7 separate regions of the Mus musculus genome follow, and all the other regions are linked to region 5. A link is a contact called in public ChIA-PET, HiChIP or PLAC-seq and promoter capture Hi-C data. All regions are on one chromosome and are shown on one strand. The core of a region is the stretch at or near the end of the contact, and the rest is flanking DNA. Distances in the headings are between cores, read along the strand shown.

Region 1 (3,305 bases), core at 54-2,553, 600 kb before region 5:
ACACTATGCATGCATTGAACCTGCTGTGTGCTGTCCCTAATATAGGGAGGTGATCAGTATGGGCTCATGTAGCCCAGGCTGGCCTTTGGCTTCTGACACTCCTGCCTCTTCATCCCTGCTGGGATGACAGGTGTGGGCCCTGGTGTCCTGGACATCCCAAGGGCGCGCATCCAATCTGACAGGTGGTTTGGTCAGTATCCGTGGGTACTCCTAATAGTGTCACTCACAGGCATCTCCTGGGGTATGGACCAGGTGGCCGGTGTGCCAGGCAGGCACCTGGGACCCGACACCCCAACCAGTGGTTTCCTTCTCTGGGCCTTGGCTTCACTGGAATTACAGTGATAACGGATTAAAGCATCTTACTGCTCTGTAGCACACTCTCCCCCCAGCCCTCACATCCCATGTCCTTGGGTCCCTGGGAGAGAAATAATTGAAAAAGGCCTAGACTTGTGAGTGGACACTGGTGGCCGGGGTGGGGGTGTGCAGGCTTCTTCAGACGCTGCCTTCAGAAAGGTGATCTCCAGCTGGGCAAGGCCCAGCATACCTGTCTTCCCAGGAGGCTGAAGTAGGAGGATCCAGAGTTCAAGGTCATCTTTAGCTACATAGTGAGTTCAAGGCCAACCTGGGCAACATGAGACTCTGGCTCAAAAATAGTAATAATTAAAAGAAAGGAAGGAAGGGAAGAAAAGAGAAGAAAAATGAAGTTAGTTGGAGTGAGATTTCCCTGTGCCTCAGATTCCCCAAATATGAAATGGGCAGCCTGGACACTGATCTAAACTTGGGGACCTGGTTGGCCTGGATCACCCCACTCTGCTCTTTATCACACAGTAGTGTCAGAGCCTGGCCTGGCCTTGAGTCCTGCACCGCACCCTTCCCAGGGACCCCATACCTGCTGCTAGACCACTTATTGGCTTTTTAAGGGAAAGCCTCCCACACTGGTCCCCCTCTACCCTACTGGCAGTGGCCACTTTGAGGGCACAGGTGAGGGGACAGATGGAGTTTGGGGTACAGTTGGGGGCAGAGGCAGGCTGCTGCAGGGACTCAGGTGGGATGTGGGGGGCAGCTAAGGGCTCAGCCCCATCTCGTGGACCTGATCGCTGTGTCCTCCTCTACAAATGGATAGCTCTAGAGGGAGGGGACTAGGGGGTCCGCGTGTAGAGACATAGTTTGTTTGTTTGTTTGCTTGCTTGTTTGCTGTCGGCGATTTCTTTGAAAGTTGGATGCGGGCGGCAGGGAGGGAGCGGGGGCGGGCGAGAGGCGGCGCGGGGCGGGGAGGACGGCGGAGGGAGGAGCGGGAGGGCGGCTGCAAAAATGACTCAGTAAGTTCGGCGGCCGCTCGGCCTCTGCGCCTCCGGTGCCAGCGCCCCGGGATGTATTCCTCCCCGCTCTGCCTGACCCAGGTACGCACCCCGCTCCCGGCCTGGCCCCGGCCCGCACCCCGGCTCCACCTGGAACCGCATTCTTGCAGTCTGGAACCTCCCCTCCGCAGCGGGGGTGGGAAAAAAAAAGCGCGCGCGTCCTCTCTACCCACCCTCTTCCAGGCCAGGGTGTTCCTGGCATGGACCTGGGGTGCGGGCAACTCTTGAGATTGGGGATTCCATCCTCGTTAAGCTTGATTGCACACTTGGAACCCCATTTTCTGGGCCCCCACTTTGATCTAAATCGGCTGTTTTTGGAACTCTCTCTCGTCTTGGCTGGATGGGGGGGGGGGCTGGCGTCCTCCCCACAGCCCTCACCCTTTGCACCCAGGAAGTCTGGGTCCCCTCCAGATGGAGAAGAGAGTAGGTGTCCGCAGGAAGCACCCCACCCGCACGTAGAACGCTCCCCACCCGCCCGTAGGACTGATCTTGGGGTTCCCTGCTGCACTGTAGGTCTCCCTAGCTGTGCGGTAAAGGGACCCCTAGACTATTTGTTCGCGAGTTCTTGGTTTCCCAGGTGGCCGCCCCCCCCTCCAGCTGGCAGTGTCCCCCTCCATTTCAGGCCCACGTGTGCGCGCGAAGGGGGAGGGGCGCGCGAAGTTGGCGCGCGGGGGGAGGGGCAGTCTTGCGGGTGTCCATCGCGGGTCCCCCCCCTTCCCTGGCTCAGCTCCCCCCCAGCTCCGCATTGATTCTTGAATTATTGAGCCGAGCAGGCGCTGCCAGGCGGCTGGCGGGAGGAGCAGAGGCCAGGGCTGGAGGAGGAGGAGGAGGAGGAGGAGGAGGAGGAGGAGGAGGAGGAGGAGGAGGAGGAGGAGGAGGCCGCGGCGGCGGCAGGGGACTGGCGGACACTGCGTACTAGGTGGCCAATCCAGCACCTGCCCTGCTGTGCCCCTCTGGCTGGGTTCCAGCATCTGAGGGAGAGTGGGGAGGGGTGCATCCATCCCTCCAGGGGACCCCCCTTCAAGGAGCCCCCCAGCTGTGTCTGCCCCCTGGAATCATAAGCCTGTCTTTTCCAACTCCACAGCCTCTTGTGATTTTTTTTTTTTTTTTTTTGCTGTGTCTGCCTCAGTTTCCCCTGAAAGAGAGTGAGACATAGTGGTCTCCAGACTGTGTTGGTTCTGGGAATTGCAGTTGTCTGATGTCCTGAGGAGAACTTTGTGAGGGCCATGGTTGTTTTTGCCAGGGAAGACCCAGGTAGCCCATCTCAGGGACAGGATCCTGGGGTCCTCCACTCCTGCGGGTCCCTCCATCTTGGTAAGAGGTGCAGTTCTGTGATCCCCAGGGGAGACCCTCATACTGAGGGAACCCCAGCCTGCCCTACCCAGGGTTCCCTGGTGACCTTGGATAAATGCCTGCCCCTCTGCAGGCCTCAGTTTCTACTTCAAGTGAGATTTGAGGAGTGGGTCACCCCACAGCCCAGGGCAGGCGTTGCTCAGTTGCCGCCAGAGCACCGGCATTGGGATGTAATTGCTGTGTGACCCCAGGGAGACTGGAGTCTCTGTGCTGACTGACTACTGGTGGCTGAGAGGTCTGAGGCAGACGTGGCCGGCTGGAAGGCAGCCTGGGCACGTGGAATTCCCCGTCCTGGCCTTCTGGAGGCCTCCATCCAGGCTGCTGCTGGGAGCTGGGGGCGGGGGCAACCCCAGTGCTGGCTCCAGCCCTGAGGACTTAGTGTGGCCTTGGCCTCAGTTTCCCCCATAGGAGGGTGTGGGTCGATCTGGCAGGAAGGATGCCACCCCTGTGATCTCCCACTCACCCCCTCCTACCCTGAGGGAGTCCCCCATGGGATCTCAAGAGTCCCCTGAATTCCAAGTGTGGTCTCTCCAGCTCCACACAAGCCCAGGCTGGACAGAAGGACCCAAGGAGCAACGCTGCAGCCCCCCAACC
Region 2 (3,266 bases), core at 593-3,092, 530 kb after region 5:
AGCGGAGACTGCAGCAGAGATGACGTGGACATGGACGTGAGCCCCTTACATGTAACTGTTCACCTTCATTCTGGTGGACTGTGACAGCCACCCAAAAGGCTCCAGGTTCCACACACAGGGACCAACCCAATCCCCAGAAAAAAAACAAAAACCCAGAATCCAGGGACCAAAACCAGTCTTTATTGGCCTCGGCTACTTGAGGGGGATGAATCGGGAGGAGTGGGTGGCACCGATCCCGGGCCGGCCGTGCTTCACGGGTTTGTAGGTGATGGAGAACTCGCCCAGGTAGTGGCCGATCATCTCTGGCTGCAGGTTGAGAGGAGGAAGCAGAGTGGTGTGAGCAGCTTTGGCACAGAGAAAAGCCACCCACCCAGCCACTCCCGGACCACAACTCACTTTGATCTCCACCTGGTTGAAGGTCTTGCCGTTGTACACGCCCACCATGCTACCCACCATCTCCGGCAGGATGATCATGTCCCTCAGGTGCGTCTTCACCACCTCAGGCTTCTCCATGGGTGGTGCCTCCTTTTTGGCCTTTCTCAAGCGCTTGAGCAGTGAGTGTTGCTTCCGCCGAAGACCACGGTTCAGGCGCCTCCTCTGGCGGGCGCTGTACAGCTGCATCAGTTGCTCACTGTGGGAGAAGGGGGTGGTTTGGAGACCCGGGGACAGCATGCTGCGCCAGCACTGCTCCATTTCTTTCACACCCAGAAAGGAACATGCCGGGAGCTCACTAAAGACAAGTCCTCCATAGCACTGCCGTCAACCTTCAGGGCACAACCCTCTAAAATGAATCCACCAGCTTCCACAGGCAGTGACGTAAGCCGAGATCAAACCTTTTCCTTTGACAGCCCACCCAGACAAATTACCTATCCGTGGTTGATTTTCCCCAAGGTCACAGGGAGGCCTGTGAGCCCAGTCAGCGGGAGACTGAGGCAAGGTAGTTCTGTCTACATAAGACTGTCGAACACTGCACAACTGTAGCAGGGGCCGAGTTGAGGTCACAATCTAGAGCGCTTGCCTAGGAGGCTAGGACGCCCCGAGTTTGATGCTCTGCACCGTGATGGTGACCCAAACATTAGGGAGGTTGAGAGGATCAGGAGTTCGAGGAGAGCCTGGGCTACACGGGTCCCTTTTTTTTTTTCCGACTCAAGAGTTTCTCTGTGTAGCCCTGGCTGTCCTGGAACTCGCTCTGCAGACCAGGCTGGCCTCGAACTCAGAATTCCCCTGCCTCTGCCTCCCAAGTGCTGGGATTAAGTCGTGCGCCACCATTGCCCGGCACTCGAGACCCTTCCTTGCCTCTCCCATGTGACATGTGCAAAGGTTCTGGCTCTATTTCCAGCACCACCCACAGAAAAGGAAAATGTACAAACGGGCCAGCGACCCGGCGGGACTAAGGTGACGGGGCCTCTTACTAGGACATGTCGAGCAGTTGGTCGAGGTCTACGCCACGGTAGGTGAACTTGCGGAAGGTGCGCTTCTTCTTCTGCTCCACTTCGGCCTGCGTGAGCGCGAGTCGGGGTTAGCAGGGGCTCGGCAACCTTACCCGGGAGCCCAGGGACCTGAGCTGCGCGAGCCGCGCTCCTCTAAGCTACGGCGGACGGGCGAGGGGACACACAGCCCCGCGGCCGCCCGCAGCCATCCGGGCCCTTCCGCACCCGCCATCCGCAGTCTCCGGGCACCCGAGCACATCGCTACATCCCCAGGCAGCGAGTCCAGAGTCTTGCGAAAGGGCCCCGGGAGGATGGCGACGGATACCCGGGAGCACAGACCGCCGTGCACGAATACTCACCATCTTGGCGGTTACTCGGAAAAGGAAGTACGGGCTGCGCTTGCGCAGTTATCGCGAGCTCTGCCGGGAGGGCCCGCCTCCACCGCTCAACAGCTTCCGCTCTGCGGATACTCGCCATTGCCCCCCGCTGTCCGGAGGCCAGAGCAAAAGCGCCGCTACCCTCCGGAGGGGCGTGGCTCCCTTTGGGGTTTTTGTTAGTGTGTCTGTCTCTCTGTCCCTGGTTTTCTTTGTCTTCTCTGTCTCTGTGTTTCTGCCTCTCTCATGTACAAGGTCTCAAGCAGTGATTCTCAACCCGTGGGTCACAGCCTCTTTGGAGGTGGCATATCAGATATCCTGCATATCAGATATTTACAATTATGATTCCTAATAGCAAAATATATACATACATTTTTGGGGGAGACGGAGGTTCAAGACAGGGACTCTGTGTAGGCCTGGCTGTCCTGAAACTCGCTCTGTAGAACAGGCTGGCCAGAGGCTAATCCCAAGTGCTGGGATTAAAGGCGTGAGCTACCACCTCCAGGCTGTCTGCTTTTCTTGTGGGATGTGTGAGCCTACCACCTCAAAAGTGAGTGGTTAATTAGAAGACAACTTGGAGAGATCAGTGCTCTCTTTCCACCATCCTGGGACTTGGCTTTAGACTCCCTGACCCAGTGAGTGTTTCGTTTTATAATAAAATAGAAGCCAGGTGTGATGGCACAAGTCTTTGTCTTTTTTTTGTTTTGTTTTTTCGAGACAGGGTTTCTCTGTATAGCCCTGGCTGTCCTGGAACTCACTTTGTAGACCAGGCTGGCCTCTAACTCAGAAATCCACCTGCCTCTGCCTCCCAAGTGCTGGGATTAAAGGCGTGTGCCACCACGCCCGGCAAGTCTTTGTCTTTAATCCCAGCTCTTGGGCTACACAGAGAAACCCTATCTCAAAAAACGAAAAACCAGAGAGAGAGAGAGAGAGAGAGAGAGAGAGAGAGAATATGAATGAATGTTGGAAAGGAAGCCGCATTTTCTATTTTTGTTTTGTTTTGTTTTGTTTTTCAAGACAGGGTTTCTCTGTGTAGCCCTGGCTGTCCTGGAACTCAATCTGTAGACCAGGCTGGCCTTGAACTCAGAAATCCGCCTGCCTCTGCCTCCCAAATGCTGGGATTAAAGGTGTGCACCACCACGCCCAGCTCCAACATTTTCTCTCTTATCTAGTGTTGGGGGTTGGAAGGCTAGGAGGAAAAAGGTGGAGAAGGATGGAAGAAAAAGAAGCCCACGAAGTAGCAAAGTCCAGCAGAGGCACGTGTAGCACACAGAAGGCAGAGCGGTCTGTGAATTCCAGGCCAGCCAGGGATGCATAGAAAGACCATCCCTGTCTTTAAAGAGAGAGGAGAGGTAGGACAGTAGTGGCCAGGACAGCCAGGGCTGCATAGAGAAACATCATGTGAAAAAACCAAGCCGGGCATGGTGGCGCACGCCTTTAATTCCAGTACTCTGGAGGCAGA
Region 3 (3,411 bases), core at 433-2,932, 600 kb after region 5:
GAGGTTCACACAGACACAATCTTCCAGGGCAGAGGCTAGCCGCACACCCAGCTTCTAGGACACAGGTCAATTCAGAGCCTGGTCTTGAGACGTTGGGCAAAGAGCCAAGTGACAGTCAAGTGCAGGGCCCTGGAATTTGAGGAAATGTCTTGTTTTCTGTAAATAAAATTTAACAGATCCCCTCTTTAAGGTTGCACGCAAACTATGCTGCAGCAGCAAAGCTCACAAGCCCTCCCTGCCTCGGGCCTGAAGGGTGGCTGCAGCACACACCACACTCCACATACCCCATTCCCTGGAAGGACAGGGACAGATGCAGGGTTCTGGCAGAAGCAGCCAGGGCTGTGAACAGAAATGGAAAGATGGGGGAAGGGGGACCAAAGCAGCAGGAAGGACGGCAGGAACAAGGGAACTACCAGCAGAAACAAGGGTTTATGTAGTAGAAGGGATCGTAGAAGCAGGAAAGGTTTTCCAGAGGGATTACAGGCAGCAGAGTTGGGGGAACAGGGTTCCCAGCAAGGATGGGAGTTCATTAAAGCAGGGTGGGGTTTCAGGAGATAACAAGGGCTCTGCAGCGTTATGGGAACTCAGACAACAAAAGATGAGGCTCAGGTAACAAGGACTGGGGTTTGGGCAGCAAATATGTCCATAGCAAAGAAAGAGGTTCAGGTAGGAGTCAGGTAAAAGAGGTGGGGTTTGCAGTAGGGAAACAAAGATGGGGTTCACAGAGGAACTGAGATTCAAGCTGCAGAAACTTGAGTTCAGCAGGAAATATAGGGTTTACAGCAATGAATGGGAGGTCAGGCTAGAGGGAGTTTGGGCGCGGAGACTGCGATTCTGACATGAAACTCAGAGTTCACAACAGGGATAAGGTTCGAGCAGCAAATTGGGGGCTTAGACTGCAGAGAGGGGGTCAAAGGGAAGAAATAAGGCAAGAAATCCAGAATTTTCAGCAAGGACATAAATTCAGGCTGCTGAGACAGGGTACCAAGCAGTAAATTCACGATTCAGGCGGCACGGGGTGTGTGTGTGTATGTGTGTAATGTTGGGTTGATACTGCAGAGGTCGAGGTATCCGGTCAATAAGGGGCCTCCAGCAGGAAACTCGGGGTCTTAGCAAGGACACGGGTTCAGGCTGCAAAAAAGGGGTATAAGGTAGGAAACTCGGGGCTCAGGTTGCAGAAGAGAGATATAAGGCCGGAAATACGGGGTTCAGGCTGCAGAAGATAGGGATCAGGCCGGAAATACGAGGCTCTCGGCAGGGATGGGGCTCAGGCTGCAGAGAAGGGGACTTAGGTCAGAAACACAGGGTTTGCACCAGGAAACGAGGTTCTCAGCCCCCCAGGGGCCTCGGCCGCACGTGGGCCCTGCGCAGAACCGGACGCGGCCCAGCTGGTCCAGCCCAGCCGCCGCCCTTCCCCAGGCTCTCCGCCTGCACCCCGCCCGGCCCTCCCCAGGCCGCAGCGGGCTCACCCACCCAGCCCGCCTGACGCGGCGTCCGAGCCTGAGCGACCAGGCCGCGGCGGTCCCAACGGCGGAAGCCCGCCCGCCAACCGCCGCCGCAAGCCCGCGCGCTCACCGCCTCCGCCGCCGCGCAGATCCCCGCGGGCTAGGGGCGGGGCCTGCCTCACAGCGGCGCCGAGTCCCGCCCGCGCCGCCGCCCAATGGGAACTGCGTACCTGCGCCTCGACCCCGCCCCCCAAGAGCGCGCCACCTCCTGCGGGCCACGCCTCAGCCCATCGGTCACGCCCTCCACCGCCTTCCCTCCTGCCCAACTTGTGGAGTGCGCGGCGAGGGCTCCCCCTGGGCCCGAGGCAGGGTAGACCGGGAGGCCCGCTCCAAGTCCCACCCCCCGCTGCTGGCCAATAAGAAGATGGAGCTCACATCATGGCCCCTCCCACAGACGGCGGCGGCCTCCCTAGACCACGCCTCAGCCCGTAGTCCACGCCCCAGTTTTCCTACATCCTGCAATGGTTCCTGAGACGGAAAGTGGGCCCTTTTTCCAGACAGATTTCCGCCTGCGAGCAGCTATGCGAAGACAGAGGGGGGTTGGGAAGGCGAAGGCCTCACGAGCTCCTCACAGACTTCTAGTACCTTCCAGCTTCCGAAGTAACCCGATTCCCACCCCAGAAGGAAGTTATCCCACCTATGTGGGAAAAAAAAAAAGCCATCCAGTGAGGATGCCCAAGTCCTGAAGTGGAAAATAGAATGTGAGATGGCCTCATACCTAGGTCCCCAAGCATAGTCAGCGACTGGGAGGGAGGGGGGCTGCATCCAGGACCTGTATCCATGGACTTTTCTAGAACTGGAAGTTTCCAGTTTGGCTGCCGACAAATGTTTTTGTTTTTGTTTTTTTGAGACAGGATCTTTCTGTATAGCTGTGGCTGTCCTGGTACTCACTTTGTAGAGACCAGGCTGGCCTCAAACTCTACCTGCCTCTGCCTGCCAAATGCTGGGATTAAAGGCGTGTGCCACCACTGCAGGTGAGGTTCACACTCAAATTCTTAACTAAGGCAGTTAGGCTGCTCACCTGAGCAATGTCACTGACCTGGTCTCTCATGACTGTTTTTCCTTTTTAAAATGGTTTACTTATTCCCATTTCATGCGCATTGGCGTTTGCCTGCATGCATGTCTGTGTGAAGCCATCAGATCTTGGAGTACTACAGGAAGTTGTGAGGGGCCACGTGGGTGCTGGGATTTGAACCTCCATCCTCTGGAAGAGCCATCTCTCCAACCTAAGTGTTTTTCTACTGTGCTTATTACAGATGGAGAACAAGTGTTGTTGTTGGCCACAGAGGTGAGATGACGGGCCTGCACCCTGGGTGTCATTAGGATGGTGGCTTGTGCCACAAGTGACATGGGGTCAGGAATCCCAGGCCCAGAAGCTTAGATGGCAGTACTAGGGTCTCCTGACAGCACTGGCCAAAGTGGGCAGTGTGTGTGTGTTCTAGGCCACTGATTCTCAGGTAATTCTCTTGAAGTGAGGATTGTCACATTGTCACCACCAAGCATTACTGGTCTGCATAAGCTTGGAGGTTATGCGTGGTGGAGGGGATGTGGGTGAGTGGGTGGTGTGAGCGTGTCCGTGGGATGCATGGGATGGCCAGGTCTCTCAGCAAGGTTGGTTCTATAGGTTCACAATTGAAGCAGAAGCAGTGAGCAAAAGATGGTAATGTAAGGAATTAGTTAAACCCAGTCACCAGTTAACCAACCCATTCATCAGTTTAGCCGTTTACTAATCAACCCATCCATTTAGTAACCTCTTCATGGTTTAACCAACTTGCCAGTTGATCCATTCATTACTAACTCACTTACCCATGAACCAGTTAACTTGGTCCCTGTTTAACCCACTCACTATGAACTCTCTTCTTCCTCAGCTTCAGTGAACAGATGTGCCAGGGTCGGGCACCCAGGA
Region 4 (3,212 bases), core at 88-2,587, 710 kb after region 5:
CTGCTAGGACAGTCCTGCAGGCTGCCCTAACATACAGACCCCACGAGGTGACGCTCAGGGATAGATGGGGTAGATAAGGCAGTAAAAGGAAAGAGATGAAAAAGGAGGAAGGAAATGAGAAGAGAAAACGGTTAGAGGAAAGAGAAGAGCCAGAAAGTAGGAGGAAGGGCTGCCCAAGGAGCTCAAGGCAGCGCCCGCGTCGGCCCCAGGCCCTTGGCACCTACTTCTTGACGTTGGCCTCTCCATTGGGGATCCTGCGCAGCTTTTTCTTCTTGAGGATCTTGACCGCCCTGCGGCATAAGGTCTCGGAGTCCAGCACCTCCTTCACCTTGCCGTACGAGCCCTCCCCGAGCAGGTCCCCCATCAGGTACTTGCCGATGAGCTTGGCGCGTTTGCGGCGCGGCTGGTAGATTACCTCGGTGGAGTCGATGCGGTGGATGAAGGTGTCCATGCCCACCGACATCAGCTCGCCCTCGGAGAAAAGGCCCAACGGCTCGGGGTCCGCCACGTCCATCCTGGCCCACTCTTTGTCCTCGTCCCCTTCGGGAGCGCCAATTCTTTTCAAGTTCGAATTCCCCCCCCCCCACCCGCTTCTTCCAAATGTTCCAAGAAGGGGAAAAAAGGAACGGGGAAAAACAGGAACGACCTCCACAACTCTCCCGGTCCCCACAACCGGGTCCACGTCCGCTTCCTGGGCGCCAATTCTTCACTTTTGATTTTCCCCTTTTCTTCTAGGTGCTCAGGGAGAAAAAAAATGAAAATAAGAATGAAAAAAAAAAAAGCAATGAGCCCCCCCAACCCTCGCGTCCCCCCAATTCGGGTCCCCGGGGACGCTGCTTCCGACGGAGGCGACGGTCCGCCGTCGCGGCGCGCGGGCCGCTAGGTCATGTTCGCCACTTGGGCCCCGCGCTCAGGGGCCCAGGCGGCCGCGTCGAGGCCGGTCCGCGCCGTCCATGTCCGGCCCGCGCCGAAGCCGCGCGCGGCCCCTTAGTTCTACGACTTCTCGGGGCGCAGACTCCACCCGGACGCGGGACACCGGGACACCCGCAAGTCGCGGACACGAAATCCGGACAGGAAATCTTCCGGGGACCGAGGGGGGAAAAAAACCACCCCAGGCGGCGCGTCCCCCTCGCCGCCTAGCCGCCGCGCGACAGGCAGGAGGCCGGAGCGGCGAGGGGGGAATCGAACTCCAGGCAGAAAGATGCTGCCCGCGAGAGACAACTCCACGCCGGCGCCGCCCTCGGCGACTCGCGCCTCACTCGCGGACGCCGTGAGCCGCCTCCCCTTTCCTAGACCGACACGCCGCCGCCATCTTGTTTACCGCCCTGCGCCGCGCCGTCGTCGCACGTCGCAACGGTGGACACGCCCCCTCGCGGAGCCGACGTGCGCGGCAGTTGGCTGTAGCTTTAGGCCCCACCTTTCGGACCCGCCTCAATCGCCAACGAGGATTGGGCTATTTGGATCTAGGTGGGCGCCCGAGCTGACATTGGACAGTTCGGGTTCCATCTGAGAAGGCGTGATCTAAATTCTCATTGGTTGTCTGAGACGCCCGTCAATGGGAGTAAGCAAGCGACTGTAAGGGAGCGGCCGTGGGCTGTGGCTTCAAGCCCCGCCCCTCAGTGGTTGGCCCTGGTGTGTGGGGGCGGGACTTTATTTGCCAGTGGCTGTCGCAGACGCCCGTCAGCAAGCGCGACGGGCCAGCGAAACCTCTGGGCTGGCTGTGGTGACCTCGGAGTTTCGGGCCTCCGGTTAGAGTTCACGCGCGTCAACGTCCTCCGGGGAACGGCCGCGACTGGAGGCATGGGGGAGGGTGGAGAGAGAGGCTCGTGGATCCCTAAAGAGATCCAGCCCAGGCTTGCTCTTAACGGCCTTGGGGGAGGGGTCAAAGGTCAAAAAGTAGCCCAAAGTCGACACTCCCGAACCTGAAGCCTTAATGTAGCGCCTCTGAGATCCATGGCATAGAGAGGAGCGTTTCCTGTGCAAAATAAGAGCAGCTGGGCTGGTGAGATGGCTCAGAGGTTGCGGGCGATTGACGTCAAATCTGACTTCATGAGTTCGATCCCCGTAAGTTCACAAGGTGGCTAGAGTGAAATGCCTCCCTCAGGCTGTCTCTGAACCTAGGGACTCCGTGGTAGGCGCGCGCGCGCACACACACAACACAGAATTTTAAATAACAGTTATCAAAAAAGGTGGCTGGGTAAGACGTCGCCGCTGGCCTCAACTCACCTGCTGCAGTGTTTTTGGGTGGTTAATCTAATTATTTTTATCTGTGCCCTTTTTTAACTGCACGAATAAAAAATAAGGGTTGGAGTATGATTGAGGGACGAGTGCTCACCCTGCCTGACTCCCTCTACACACAAGTTTACGCACAGGCCGGTTACAAGGTCCATAGATCCGTGAGTCTATGGTTCCCTCCGAGGCCACTAGGGGGCGGGGTGTACTGCCAGGAGAGTCCTGGGGGAGGGAGAGACCTAGACTCCAGGAAAGGTGGGAAAAGTGCTTGCTCTACATGTGTTCAGCCTTCAGGACTTAAAAGGAGGAGAGAACTGACTTATGCAAGCACATAAATTAAGAAAAAAGATCAGAGAAACAGACGTGAAGACAGAAATCCAGGGAAAACACAGACTAGACAAACAGAGTCAGGCTGGATGGAGGGACAGGTCAGGGGTGAAGAGCACTGGCTGCTCTCCTGAGCACACAGGTTTGCTGGCCAGCACCCACATCACACAGGGAGACTCTGGAGTTTCACCTCCATTTCATTGCTCTGACATTGCCTTAAACTATGGCAGTGATAAGGAAGTCTCCTCCTCCACCTCCACCCTTCCCCTGACAGACTCCAAGGACAGATCCAGAAAGAGTCAGGGGCAATAGACAACATTCTGTTTCTACCCGATCTGTACCTGAGCTCCCCCAGTGTGACAGCCTCTCATGTCCCCAAGACATTACCCTGAATTCTCTGACGGGAAGAGTTATCACTCTGGTGAGAACTCTGGGTCAGAGATATAGTTAGAAGTATTTAGAGATTTATCATATTTACCTGTGTGTATGTCTGTCACATTCAGGACCCCACTGAGGCCTCAGATACCTTGGAAATGGTGTTGCAAATAGTTGTGACCAGGCATGTGAGAGTGCTGAGAACCAAAACTGTGACTTCCAGTAGAGCAGCTACTTTGTAAATTTGGGAACTCAGTACCACTTCAATAACATGAATT
Region 5 (3,488 bases), core at 451-2,950:
GTGATCCCGCTGACTGTTCCCTCGCCCACCTGGGATCTTCAGGGGTGGGTGAGGGACATCAGGAGCACCACCGAGGCCCCGGACCCAGGTTACTACAGCAATTAAGGGCAACCCTAGAACTGCAGGAAACAATGCTCAGGTGGCAGCAGCGGCAATAATTAAGTGCCCGGGCTTCCCACTCAAGAGCCATTGACAACAGTCAACCCGAGTCACTGCCCCTCACCTGTGTGACTCTGCCCCTTTTGTAGCAAGACAGGCCTCACAGGCAGTGTCATCTCAGCACTGTGGCCCATCCCACTCCATGCTGCCAATCCTCCCTTCACACCAGGTCACTCGCTCCTTCCTACCCTCTGGTCAGCAGCTACCAGTGACCCCAAAGTTCTACCTCACTAACTACTCATGCTCTAGAGTCAGACAACCCCAAGTCTCCTCTCTTCCCTACTGCCACTCTATAGGTGTCTGCACAGCCTATATCCAAAGTTCCTACCACCTATATCGACGCCCTTCCCAAACCAGTCCCCATTCTGAACCCTTCAAGTGATACCCTCCATCCCACCCACTGCAGACTTTTAACTGCCAAGTGGACCAGGGATTAAGGTCACCTCACATCATACTCACCACACCACACCACCTCCATGTCCTCCAACATAGCTCTGTGAGCCCCCAAGCCTGACCACTTCCAAGGTCCTAATTCTGACCCAAATCCCTCCAAAGTATTAGAGCCCTCAACACGCAATCACTAAATCCAACCTAAACCTCATCCCAGCTTCCCCACCTGTGACTTCCTAAACCGACACAAGCTTCTTTCTCAACACCCCAAATCTGATCCCATACTCTCCCACCAAGAAATGAGTCCTCAACATGTACCCAAGAATATAATAGGATTCCTCCCCAACAGCACCCAAAATCCCAGTATTCTGCAAAGAACTCCAAACACCGGGACGAGCCCCACCTCTACATAGCATACGATTTATTACCCAAACGCCCTACAGGTAACCACAAACACTTCGCCACCTGACATTAGAACTAGCTCACATATCCGAGAGGCAGACCCCAAATTCGAGTCTCCAATCTCTTCTCAGATCCCTCCCCAAATCTTAGGCTCAACTCACAACCCCCGAATCCGATTCGAACCCAAAATCGAATCCTACATTTTCGCGAAATGTTCCCGGTCCTCCAATCAAACCAAACCCTATTCCTCAACCTGAGACTCCCTAATTCCACTCGAATCCCAAATCCGAGTCCGCGACCCGCTCCACAGGCCCCGCCCCGCCCCGCCCCGCCCCCTGCGCGATTGTGGCCGCCACAAAGGGGCGGATCTCGCGCTGCCGAGACTTATCTGGCGCCGGAGGCCGACCCCGCTCCGGGCCTGCGCGTCCTGCGCTGCCCTCTGGGGCCTACGCGGACGCTGTTTCTGGAAGGTTCGCGGCGGCGGGGGCAGGGCTCTCACCTCTCGCTGCTGCAGCCGCCGCGGCTGTGCTGACTAAGAAGCGGCATGGTGCGGCTGGCGTGAAGCGTGGCGCTGCGTTTGTCCCCTTCCTTCTCTCTGGCGAAGCAGTGGCTGTTGAGGATCCGCTGCAGGGAGGATTTCACCATCCGGCCGCTGGGGTCCGAAACCAGCAAAAACCTCCGCTGCACTTCCCGCGCCGCCGCCGCTGCTCGCCGTTCGCAAAATGGCGCCGGCGCCGACGCCCACTTTTATATGCGTCGTCACGGCAGGCCACGCCCCCACACGCAGGCGTAAACGCAGCAGTGTGAGGCGACGGAGGAACGGGGTGGGGCCACAGTGGCAGCCCAAGGAAAAACCAAATGCGTCCCACCTACTCCGGCTTCTGATTGGCGAGAGTAAAAAGACAGACAGAAGGTTTCCGTTGATGATTAGTTGGCGATAGGAGAATCCCGGCCCCGCGTGTTTGCGTCACTCTGTGGGAGGGAAGACAGAAAAGCCAGACGCGTCCCGCCCCTACAAGGCTCTGATCGGTCAATGTAGAAAAACGGACGTATTGGCCCCTTTGAGGATTGGTTGGAGTTCTGACAAGCCCGCCCTCGAGGCTTTATGACGTGAGGCGGAGGCGGGGCTTCTGTAGTCGCCTCCAGGACGTAAACCCCCATCTAGCCCAGGCCTCAAGGCTAGGACTCTGCGCCTCCTCTAGTACCTGTGGCCCTTCAGTTTTGTCATCTGTCATCCTTTCCATCTTAACCATTATGGTCCCACTCATGGGACGCCCCGCTCCGGGAAGACTGTCAGGACATAACTGTCAAGGGTACCTGAGGCTGACCTAGGCGGTTTGCTTGGTGCCCATCCCCCACGCGGCAAAATTATTCTAATGACCTTGTAATAATGGGTAATAGATTGGGACTCTTTGTTTTAAAAGCAACTTGCTATTTAAAAGAAAATCTGTCAAAAGTTAAGTATCCCAATCTAGAGAAGTATTTTATGTCAAATTGGAATTTAAACAACTTTTCTCATAGACTCAGCTTGAAGGTTTCCTTCATCCCAACCCCCCCTCCCCCGCCGCCGCCGCTTTTTTGTTGTTGTATTTTGATTTTTGTTTTTTGAGACAGGGTTTCTCTGTTTGCCTGCCTCTGCCTCCCAAGTGCTGGGATCAAAGGCGTGCGCCATCACTGCCCTGCTTACAATTTATTCTTAAAGAATTTCGTATTCTTTTTCTCTTTATGGGTTTTTTGTTGTTGTTGTTTTGTTTTGTTTTGTATGTTTTGTTTTTGAGACAGGGCTTTTCTGTGTAGCCCTGGATGTCCTGGAACTTACTCTATAAACTAAGCTACCCTCAAACTCAGAGATCTGCCTGACTCTGCCAGCTGAGTGTTGGGATTAAAGGCCTGTGGCACCACACCCTGCTCTTTCTCTCTCTCTCTCTCTCTCTCTCTCTCTCTCTCTCTCTCTCTCTCTCTCTCTCTCTCTCTCTCTCTCTCTCTCTCTCAAGATTTACTTATTTTATTTATATGAGTACACTGTTGTTGTTTCTGGTCTTCAGACACAGACCAGAAGAGGGTGTGAGATCCCATTATAGATGGTTGTGAGCCACCACGTGGTTGCTGGAAATTGAACTCAGGACCTTTGGAAGAGCAGTCAGTACTCTTAATCTCTGAGCCATCTCTCCAGCCCCCTCTAATTCTCTTTTTTTGTGAGCAAACTACAGTGTGATACAAAGATCAGAATTCAGTAAAAATCTATCTATGGTTGTGATAAAAGCCACTCAACCTAGCTGAGGCAGGAGGATTGCTGGAAGTTCCAAGTAATCATGGACTGCCAAAAAATCCCTTGTCTTGATAAACAGATGTCCCTGTGGTGGTGGCACAAGTCTTTAATCTCAGCACTCTGGAGACAGGGCACGTGGATCTCTTCTGAGTTCCAGGCCAGTATGGTCTTAGAGGGTAAGTTCTAAGACAGTCAGGGCTTAACAGAGAAACCCTGTCTCAAAAAACAAACACACAAAACAAAACTGGCTGTTTTTCCAAACGATCTA
Region 6 (3,325 bases), core at 53-2,552, 560 kb before region 5:
TTCTAGGCAGTAGAAACCTACGGTAGAAAAAGGAGAAGGGGAAATCTCAAGCTAGGGCACACACCTGCATATCTGCCATTCCAGCCCCGGGATGCTGAGGCAGGAGGACCCCTGAGCTCCAGGCCACAGAACTTTCTCCACATCCATCCAAGTGCTGGGATTAAAGGCATGCGCCACCACCACCTGGCCAGACTTTTTCAGGATAGCTTAGATGAGGGATCTAGAAACTGTCAGTTGCAAAATGGATCTCACCCCTGCCTCCCACACCACCTTACTGGAGGTTCTCATGTAGCCCTGTGGGATACACTTTATCCGTCCCCTCCTCCCTCCGGACTTCTCCCTGCTCCTGCCTTTGCACAACTTGTACCCTCTGCATGGCCCCATAGATGCAGGACAACACTCCCACACAGGTGTTTTCTTTCACGGATGAATTAACACGGAAACAGACATCGTCCAGTATAAGAGGACCGGCCCCTGTCAGCCATTAGACATACAGCAGATGCATACATAACAAACTGGACTAGCAGGCTGTGGCAAGCTGGAAGGCCTTCTGGGCTCTGATGTCACCCAGCGTCCCCGAGTTTAATGAGGCAGGTATGGCTGCCTCACCAGTGATGCCCATCAGCCTACAGTCACACCTTGAAAATGGAATTCATCAACACACATGAAGCAGGTCTACGGGAGCTGGCAGCAGCTGTGTGGCAGTGAGACCCACATCCCGATTTACCCCGAGCAACAACAGGGGAGACCAAGGATCTCGTGGGTCCAAGAGTGCCCATTCGAGGTATGGGGCCTCCCGCTTAATTCAAAAAGGCTCCAGGCTGGGCAGAGGCTGAAGCAGGAAGATAACCGGTCCCAGGAGATCCTGTTTCCAAATACTTAAGCTGAGAGGTCAAGCGCGGGCCGGCCTGCACGTGAGCCCCGCATAGGCGGCCAACCTGTCAGCTAAGCACGGGGTAGGAGGAGGCCATTCGTAGCCACACAGTGGGTTGGAGGCTAGCCTGGGCTACATGATATCCTGTGTGACGTCAAATACTGAAGGAAAAGGGTCCAATTCCCCGTAGGACCCCCTCAAGGGAAATCCCAGCGCTCCCGGGAGCAGCGAGTACCTCAAAGCGGAAGTCCCCCGAAGGGGGGGCACTTCTGGCACTGCTCACCGTGTTTTCGTCTACAGGGACTCGTCAATAAGCTCCGTATACTCGGGACAGATGGAGAGAGTCGCTGCGACAGCTCCAAGAACAGGTCCGCGGACGCATCTCGCGCGACGTCCTCTGGACGCCGCCATCTTGATGGCCACGTGACCATGCTGGGCGGAACCATCGTCGCGACTAGGGGTGACCACACCCGGAACGATGCGGCAGCGACGCCCCAGGACTGTCCTAAGAGCCGGAGAAGCAACTTCCGGTCTTCCTCCGGAAGAAGAGTTTCCGACCGTCTCTCCCATAGAGAAAAGAAAATGGTTTGATCCCATTCACAGCACAACCGGGCCGGCCGTGCATAGCGCATGCGCAGTGTATAGTGGGCGTGGCTATGTTCTACAGGGCGCGGCCAATGGTCTCTGGGACCAAAACAGAGGAAAAGAAATGGGAGATAAAATAGGCGTTACGAGCAATCTCAGCAGTGAGGGCACTTGCAGTCAATTTGAGAATGAGTTCGATTCTGGGGATCAACAGGATATACGGCAGTGACATGACCATAAAGTCGAAGTTTAAATTTTTAAATATGCCGGGCGTTGGTGGCGCACGCCTTTAATCCCAGCACTCAGGAGGCAGAGGCAGGTGGATTTCTGAGTTCGAGGCCAGCCTGGTCTACAGAGTGAGTTCCAGGACAGCCAGGGCTACACAGAGAAACCCTGTCTCGGGGAGAAAAAAAAAAAAAAAGCCGGGCGTGGTGGCGCACACCTTTAATCCCAGCACTCGGGAGGCAGAGGCAGGCGGATTTTTGAGTTCAAGGCCAGCCTGGTCTACAAAGTGAGCTCCAGGACAGCCAGGACTATACAGAGAAACCCTGTCTCGAAAAAACAAAACAAATGTATATATGTGTGTGTGTGTAAATGTCATGAAGTTCATTACTTTTTTGGTTTAAAGATTTATTTATTTATTTTTAAAGATGTACTTATAATATATAAGTACACCGGTTGTGAGTCACCATGTGGTTGCTGGGAATTGAACTCAGAACCTCTGGAAGAGCAGTCGGTACTCTTAACCACTGATCTCTCCAGCCTCCTCATTACTTTTTTTTTTTTTTTTTTTTTTGAGACAGGGTTTCTCTGTATAGCCCTGGCTGTCCTGCAACTCACTTTGTAGACCAGGCTGGCCTCAAACTCAGAAATCCGCCTGCCTCTGCCTCTCGAGTGCTGGGATTAAAGGCCTGTGCCACCACGCCTGGCTTCCTCATTACTTTTTTAATGATTTATGTACATTGGTGTTTTGCCTGGATGTGTGTCTATGTTAGGGCGACAGATCCTCTGGAACTGGAGTCAGAGTTGTGAGTCACCATGTGGGTGCTGAGAACTGAACCTGGGTCCTCCGGAAGAGCAGTCAGTACACTCAACCACCAAGCATGTCTCCAGCCTCCATGAAGTCCGTTATTACATAATTATGTAAATTTAATTTATGGTAATAACAATTTTTAAAGTAAAAATAAAATTAAGACAAAAATACACTATTTTTCAGAATGCTACCAGGAAGCCTGTTATTATATGGGCTTGTATGATGCATGGATATAAATGTGGAAAATGCAAATGTCAGTACATACGCTAAAAATACACAATTTACATGCCAAAAATTCAAAGTAAAATGAATATTAGACTGGGAATGAATGTTTAAAACATTTTATAACTGAGCTTACATCTTTAAATCCCAGCACTCAGAAGGCAGAGGCAGGTGGAGCTCTGTGAGTTTGAGGCCAGATCTACACAGCAAGTTCCATCCAGCGCTACATAGTGAACACCTGCCTTAAAATACAAGAGAAAAATCACGTCTGCTCTGTGATGCGGCTCTTTGCTAAGCAGTCCTCCATGGGCAAGCAACATGGGAGGAAACCCACAATGGAGCTGACACGGTTGGGCCCAGAGTCACTTTTTGATTTCTTGGTTGGATTTCCTCTCTAGATGTTTGTTTTTGTGACCAGCATCTTGCTCTGCAGCCCAGGGCTGGCCTCCAACATGGGACACTGCCTCCTGAGTTCTGGGACCACAGACCACAACTGTTCATGTACATCCTGTGGGCTCTGAAAGTGCCTTCCCCAGGTGAGGTAGCGTGTGTGGAGGCCGGGTGGAGTGAGAGACCAGGTCTCAAAACATAAGAATGATTGAGGAAGACAC
Region 7 (3,528 bases), core at 644-3,143, 580 kb after region 5:
GGCTGGGCTGACGGTGGCTTTCCACACTCCTTCTTCTGCCTCAGCCCTCCTCACTGACTTCAGCCTTGCTCAGGGCTACTGCTTCCCAAGGTCACGACTGCTTAGACCAAAGACAGACTACTGCAGACTCTAGACTTTCTGACTGAGTGGCACACACCAGGCCTGATCTTCCCCATCTAAAAACTTAAGGCTTTGGATAAACTTTCAGCAAAGTAAATGCCCTACTAAGTGGCTGGAGGTGCCAGCAGCAGGTGTTTGTTTTAACTGGCATAGGGTCTCTTTGTGTTGCCTAAGCTGCTTCTGAACTCTGACCTCAGGAGAGCCTTCTGAGCAGCTAGGACTGCATGAAGCACAAGTCTGGCTCAGACCAGATTTCTGTGCTGTCATGCTGGGAATGAAATGTGGGGCCCTGAACACATTCAGTGAATGTTTTAACACTGGACCACATCTCCAGGCCTCCTCCTCTTCCTGCCTTTTAAAATGGTATTACTATGTATCCATGGCCGGCCTGGAACTCCCAGAAATCTTAGTGCCCTTCTTTTGAAGCAGGGATCCAGTATAGCCCAGGCTAGGCTCATCCTGCCTCAGCGTCCCAAGGGATGGGATCACAGCTGTACAGTACAATGCCTTACAGCAAACATCCTCCTTGTTGTCTCTAAGGTGTTAGTTTCTCCTTCAAATAGGACCACAGTAAGGTCTATTAACTGTCACCAGCAAGATCACAGCTGAGCCTGAGTGAATTCAGGCGCCAGCAGTCAACACCACGAATCACCAAGCCCTCCACTCTTCAAGGGGGCTACATCACAGCTGGGCTGGGTACAGTGGTGGGGTCTGTAACCCCAGCAATGAGAGACTGTAGCAGGAACATGAGTTTGATATGACTCTAGGCCACACAGGAAGACCCTATCTTTAAAAGAAAAAATAATGTTGGGTATAGTAGTAAGTCTGTCATCCTAGTATTTGGGGTCAGAGCCTGGAGGATCAGGAGTTCAAAGTCAGCCTCTTATACATGAGATCCTGTCTCCAAAGCAGGCATTTGGGGCTGGAGTTGTGTTGGCAGAGTCCCTGCCTGGCATGCACCAAGCTCTTAGTTCCATCCCTGGTGCTGTATAAATGGGCTTGACTGTGCACACCTGCCATCCCAGCATTAGCAGTGAAGGCATTCGGATGAAGCCTTCAAGATCACCCACAGTATAGAGTTTGAGCTAGGACCCATCAGACACTGTCTCAAAGCAACAACAAAACACAGAAGGAGTTAGACCCGACTTCCTGAGTTCTCCCACTCCTTATGTTAACACTGCAACCTGCTAGGCGATGGGAGGTTCCACTTAGCAACTGTCGCTCACGTCTACCAAACTGCACAGGTGTTTAATCCCTGTACATAAAGAGAAAGACACCAAAGCTTTGGCAGGGAAACTAAGACATCTGCTCTAGAGGCCCTTGCTAGCTGTCCAGGTTGGGGATGAGATGGAAAGAGCCACCGGGTGGGTGGCCTAAGTGTCCTGGGCCTCTCCCCTGTCCCACTCTGTGCTTCGGGGACATCAGCCGGGTTTCTGCAGTCAGCTTCCTGAGGTTGGAAGATACACAGGCCTCAGCGTTCCCGACTATAATCAGGGACGATAGCAGGAGGCCTGCAACTTGCTATGTAGACCATGCAGAACTGTGTAACGTGAATTCAAACATGCTTCGGCCTAATGCTAGACACCGACATTACCGAGGGCTGGGATCTGACCTATAGGTCTCTACGGTCCCAACGCCTCTCAACACTAGGCTTGGGCTCCAAGGTCCCCGCAGCGCCAGCTCGGAGCCCAGGACTACGCCACTCTCCCGACCGCAAGGGCTTCACTCACCCGCCAGCGCCGCCATCTTGGCCTCGGCCTTCAGACAACCTCTGCGGTCCGTCCTCCAAAGAGTTCCGGTTCTAGTCCAACGCCCAAATAGACACCAGCGGAAACCCGCACCACAAGCCGAGTGGTTCTGACCCGCTTTATACCTGTGGTCGCGTCCGCGCAGAGTGCGCCACGGTCGTCCTGTGACAAACAGGAAACAGCGACAAAATAAAGAACTTCCACTTTATTCAGTATTAGGGAATGAAAAAGTCGCTGTGGTCGTCCCTGGGTGGGCTCGAACCACCAACCTTTCGGTTAACAGCCGAACGCGCTAACCGATTGCGCCACAGAGACGACATTAGTCAGCTGCTTATAGTATAACCCTACAAGGTTTGACAGACAAATTGTGAAGTGCGCTTGCGCGCTAAAGCAATGGCACGGGGCGGAGGGAGGGTGTTACCGACAAACAGCGCGTCGCCGAAATAGCTCAGTTGGGAGAGCGTTAGACTGAAGATCTAAAGGTCCCTGGTTCGATCCCGGGTTTCGGCAAGTGTTTTTAACTCATTGATGAACCTGTCTTCCGTTTTTGAGATTTTTGATTCGTTTTGAACCACAGTCTTGAATTAGTCCAATCCAATGTTGAACTTTTACGTTCTATTTACATATTAGCAATCAGTCCTGCATTCTTCCAATTAATAGGTCTAAAGCCATTACTGACTATGAAATGTAAAAGTATCGGGGTGAATTGTTTACACACCTGTCAGACTAGCACCCCAGAGAAGCAGGAGGATGTGTACGAGGACAAGTTCTTCCTCTCAAAAAGCCAAAATTATTATTGTTGTTGGTAATGATGTTGTTAAGTAACTTTTTTTTTTTTTTCTTTTTTGGTTTTTCGAGACAGGGTTTCTCTGTATAGTCCTGGCTGTCCTGGAACTCACTCTGTAAACCAGGCTGGCCTTGAACTCAGAAATTCACCTGCCTCTGCCTCCCAAAGGTAACATTTTTTTAAAATGGCTCAGCAGAGCATTGGTTCCTCTTTCAAAAGAATGGGAATTCAATTCCCAGCATCCCATAACCTTCTAAAACTCCAATTCATGGGTCTCTGATGGCTCTTTTGATCTCTCCAGGCACCAGGCATGCATGCAGTCAAAACACCCACACATAAAATAATAAAGTAAAATGAATAAATGTAGGTGGTTAGTGAGCACTCTCTCCTATCACGCAGAAGACCCTGGTTCCACCTCGGCACCACATAAACAAGGCATGTGTGGCGTGCCTGTCATTCCAGCCCTGGGGAGGTTGAGGCAGGAGAGTTAGGAGTCCTTGGCTAGACAGCAAACTCAAGGCCAACCATGATAATGAGAATGATAAAGGTCTGAACTGGTTCAGTGGATAAAAGCAGTTGACTGCTGCTAGACCTGAGTTAGATCTCTAGATCCCACAAGGTGGCAGGAGAGAACTGGAGTCCGAAAGTTGTCCCAGGCATGGGTACCAATGGCTCATGCTGCACATTTGCATGAGCACACACACTCGCAGACACACACACACATGAGCACGCACACACACATTATCCCTGCCTCTTATTTCCAGAGCGCTTGGCTTGGCATTAAGGGATGGGAGGTGGCTGTCATTTGGTAGAAAGTCAGTAACGCCTGGGCAGGAGTCTCATTTTCCCCATTTGTAAACTGAATAGAATCAT

Evidence for each region. Promoter capture Hi-C pulls out the DNA fragments that hold promoters and counts their contacts. ChIA-PET counts read pairs in DNA pulled down with a chosen protein or histone mark. HiChIP or PLAC-seq counts read pairs in DNA pulled down with a chosen protein or histone mark.
Region 1: a contact with region 5 is called in an HNF4G HiChIP or PLAC-seq map of pancreatic cancer cells. The contact joins the promoter of Nfic here to the promoter of Oaz1 in region 5. A contact is called at or near these places in 6 of 39 promoter capture datasets (cranial neural crest, fetal liver, liver and 2 more) and 1 of 115 datasets of contacts at active chromatin or transcription factors (pancreatic cancer cells).
Region 2: a FOXA1 HiChIP or PLAC-seq map of pancreatic cancer cells shows a contact between it and region 5. The contact joins the promoter of Rps15 here to the promoter of Oaz1 in region 5. A contact is called at or near these places in 1 of 39 promoter capture datasets (liver), 1 of 115 datasets of contacts at active chromatin or transcription factors (pancreatic cancer cells) and 1 of 9 other capture datasets (liver).
Region 3: a contact with region 5 is called in a promoter capture Hi-C map of pre-B cells, with 2.4 times the contacts expected there. The contact joins the promoter of Pwwp3a here to the promoter of Oaz1 in region 5. A contact is called at or near these places in 3 of 39 promoter capture datasets (liver, neutrophils and pre-B cells) and 1 of 9 other capture datasets (pancreatic islet).
Region 4: a contact with region 5 is called in a promoter capture Hi-C map of erythroid cells, with 6 times the contacts expected there. The contact joins the promoter of Stk11 here to the promoter of Oaz1 in region 5. A contact is called at or near these places in 1 of 39 promoter capture datasets (erythroid cells), 1 of 115 datasets of contacts at active chromatin or transcription factors (pancreatic cancer cells) and 1 of 9 other capture datasets (liver).
Region 6: an H3K4me3 HiChIP or PLAC-seq map of bone marrow-derived macrophages shows a contact between it and region 5, with 4 times the contacts expected there. The contact joins the promoter of Dohh here to the promoter of Oaz1 in region 5. A contact is called at or near these places in 5 of 39 promoter capture datasets (the SN4741 cell line, embryonic stem cells, erythroid cells and 2 more), 1 of 484 Hi-C or Micro-C datasets (forebrain) and 2 of 115 datasets of contacts at active chromatin or transcription factors (bone marrow-derived macrophages and embryonic stem cells).
Region 7: a contact with region 5 is called in an RNA polymerase II ChIA-PET map of memory CD8 T cells, with 32 read pairs. The contact joins the promoter of Ndufs7 here to the promoter of Oaz1 in region 5. A contact is called at or near these places in 3 of 39 promoter capture datasets (liver and neural stem cells) and 1 of 115 datasets of contacts at active chromatin or transcription factors (memory CD8 T cells).

Annotation. Positions count from the first base shown.
Region 1 is chr10:81,425,171-81,428,475 of GRCm38.p6, reverse strand. It overlaps Nfic (nuclear factor I/C), which reads left to right and starts at 1,303. Exons shown (of 10, transcript NM_008688.3): 1 at 1,303-1,400. The coding sequence starts at 1,371.
Region 2 is chr10:80,291,007-80,294,272 of GRCm38.p6, reverse strand. Rps15 (ribosomal protein S15) reads right to left here and starts at 1,842. Exons shown (of 4, transcript NM_009091.2): 1 at 1,790-1,842; 2 at 1,413-1,498; 3 at 397-631; 4 at 159-306. The coding sequence starts at 1,792. The coding sequence ends at 193. It overlaps Gm30682 (a long non-coding RNA gene), which reads left to right. Exons shown (of 3, transcript XR_871874.3): 3 at 1-138.
Region 3 is chr10:80,224,869-80,228,279 of GRCm38.p6, reverse strand. It overlaps Pwwp3a (PWWP domain containing 3A, DNA repair factor), which reads right to left and starts at 1,682. Exons shown (of 14, transcript NM_023431.5): 1 at 1,576-1,682.
Region 4 is chr10:80,113,920-80,117,131 of GRCm38.p6, reverse strand. It overlaps Stk11 (serine/threonine kinase 11), which reads right to left and starts at 1,337. Exons shown (of 10, transcript NM_011492.5): 1 at 225-1,337. The coding sequence starts at 514.
Region 5 is chr10:80,824,868-80,828,355 of GRCm38.p6, reverse strand. Oaz1 (ornithine decarboxylase antizyme 1) reads right to left here and starts at 1,700. Exons shown (of 5, transcript NM_008753.4): 1 at 1,451-1,700; 2 at 1-119. The coding sequence starts at 1,596.
Region 6 is chr10:81,382,411-81,385,735 of GRCm38.p6, reverse strand. Dohh (deoxyhypusine hydroxylase/monooxygenase) reads right to left here and starts at 1,302. Exons shown (of 5, transcript NM_133964.3): 1 at 1,158-1,302; 2 at 1-17. Gm48551 (predicted gene, 48551) reads right to left here and starts at 1,302. Exons shown (of 6, transcript NR_168929.1): 1 at 1,158-1,302; 2 at 1-17.
Region 7 is chr10:80,247,814-80,251,341 of GRCm38.p6, reverse strand. It overlaps Ndufs7 (NADH:ubiquinone oxidoreductase core subunit S7), which reads right to left and starts at 1,893. Exons shown (of 8, transcript NM_029272.4): 1 at 1,851-1,893. The coding sequence starts at 1,866. n-TFgaa3 (a tRNA gene) reads left to right here and starts at 2,306; the gene lies at 2,306-2,378. n-TNgtt7 (a tRNA gene) reads right to left here and starts at 2,183; the gene lies at 2,110-2,183.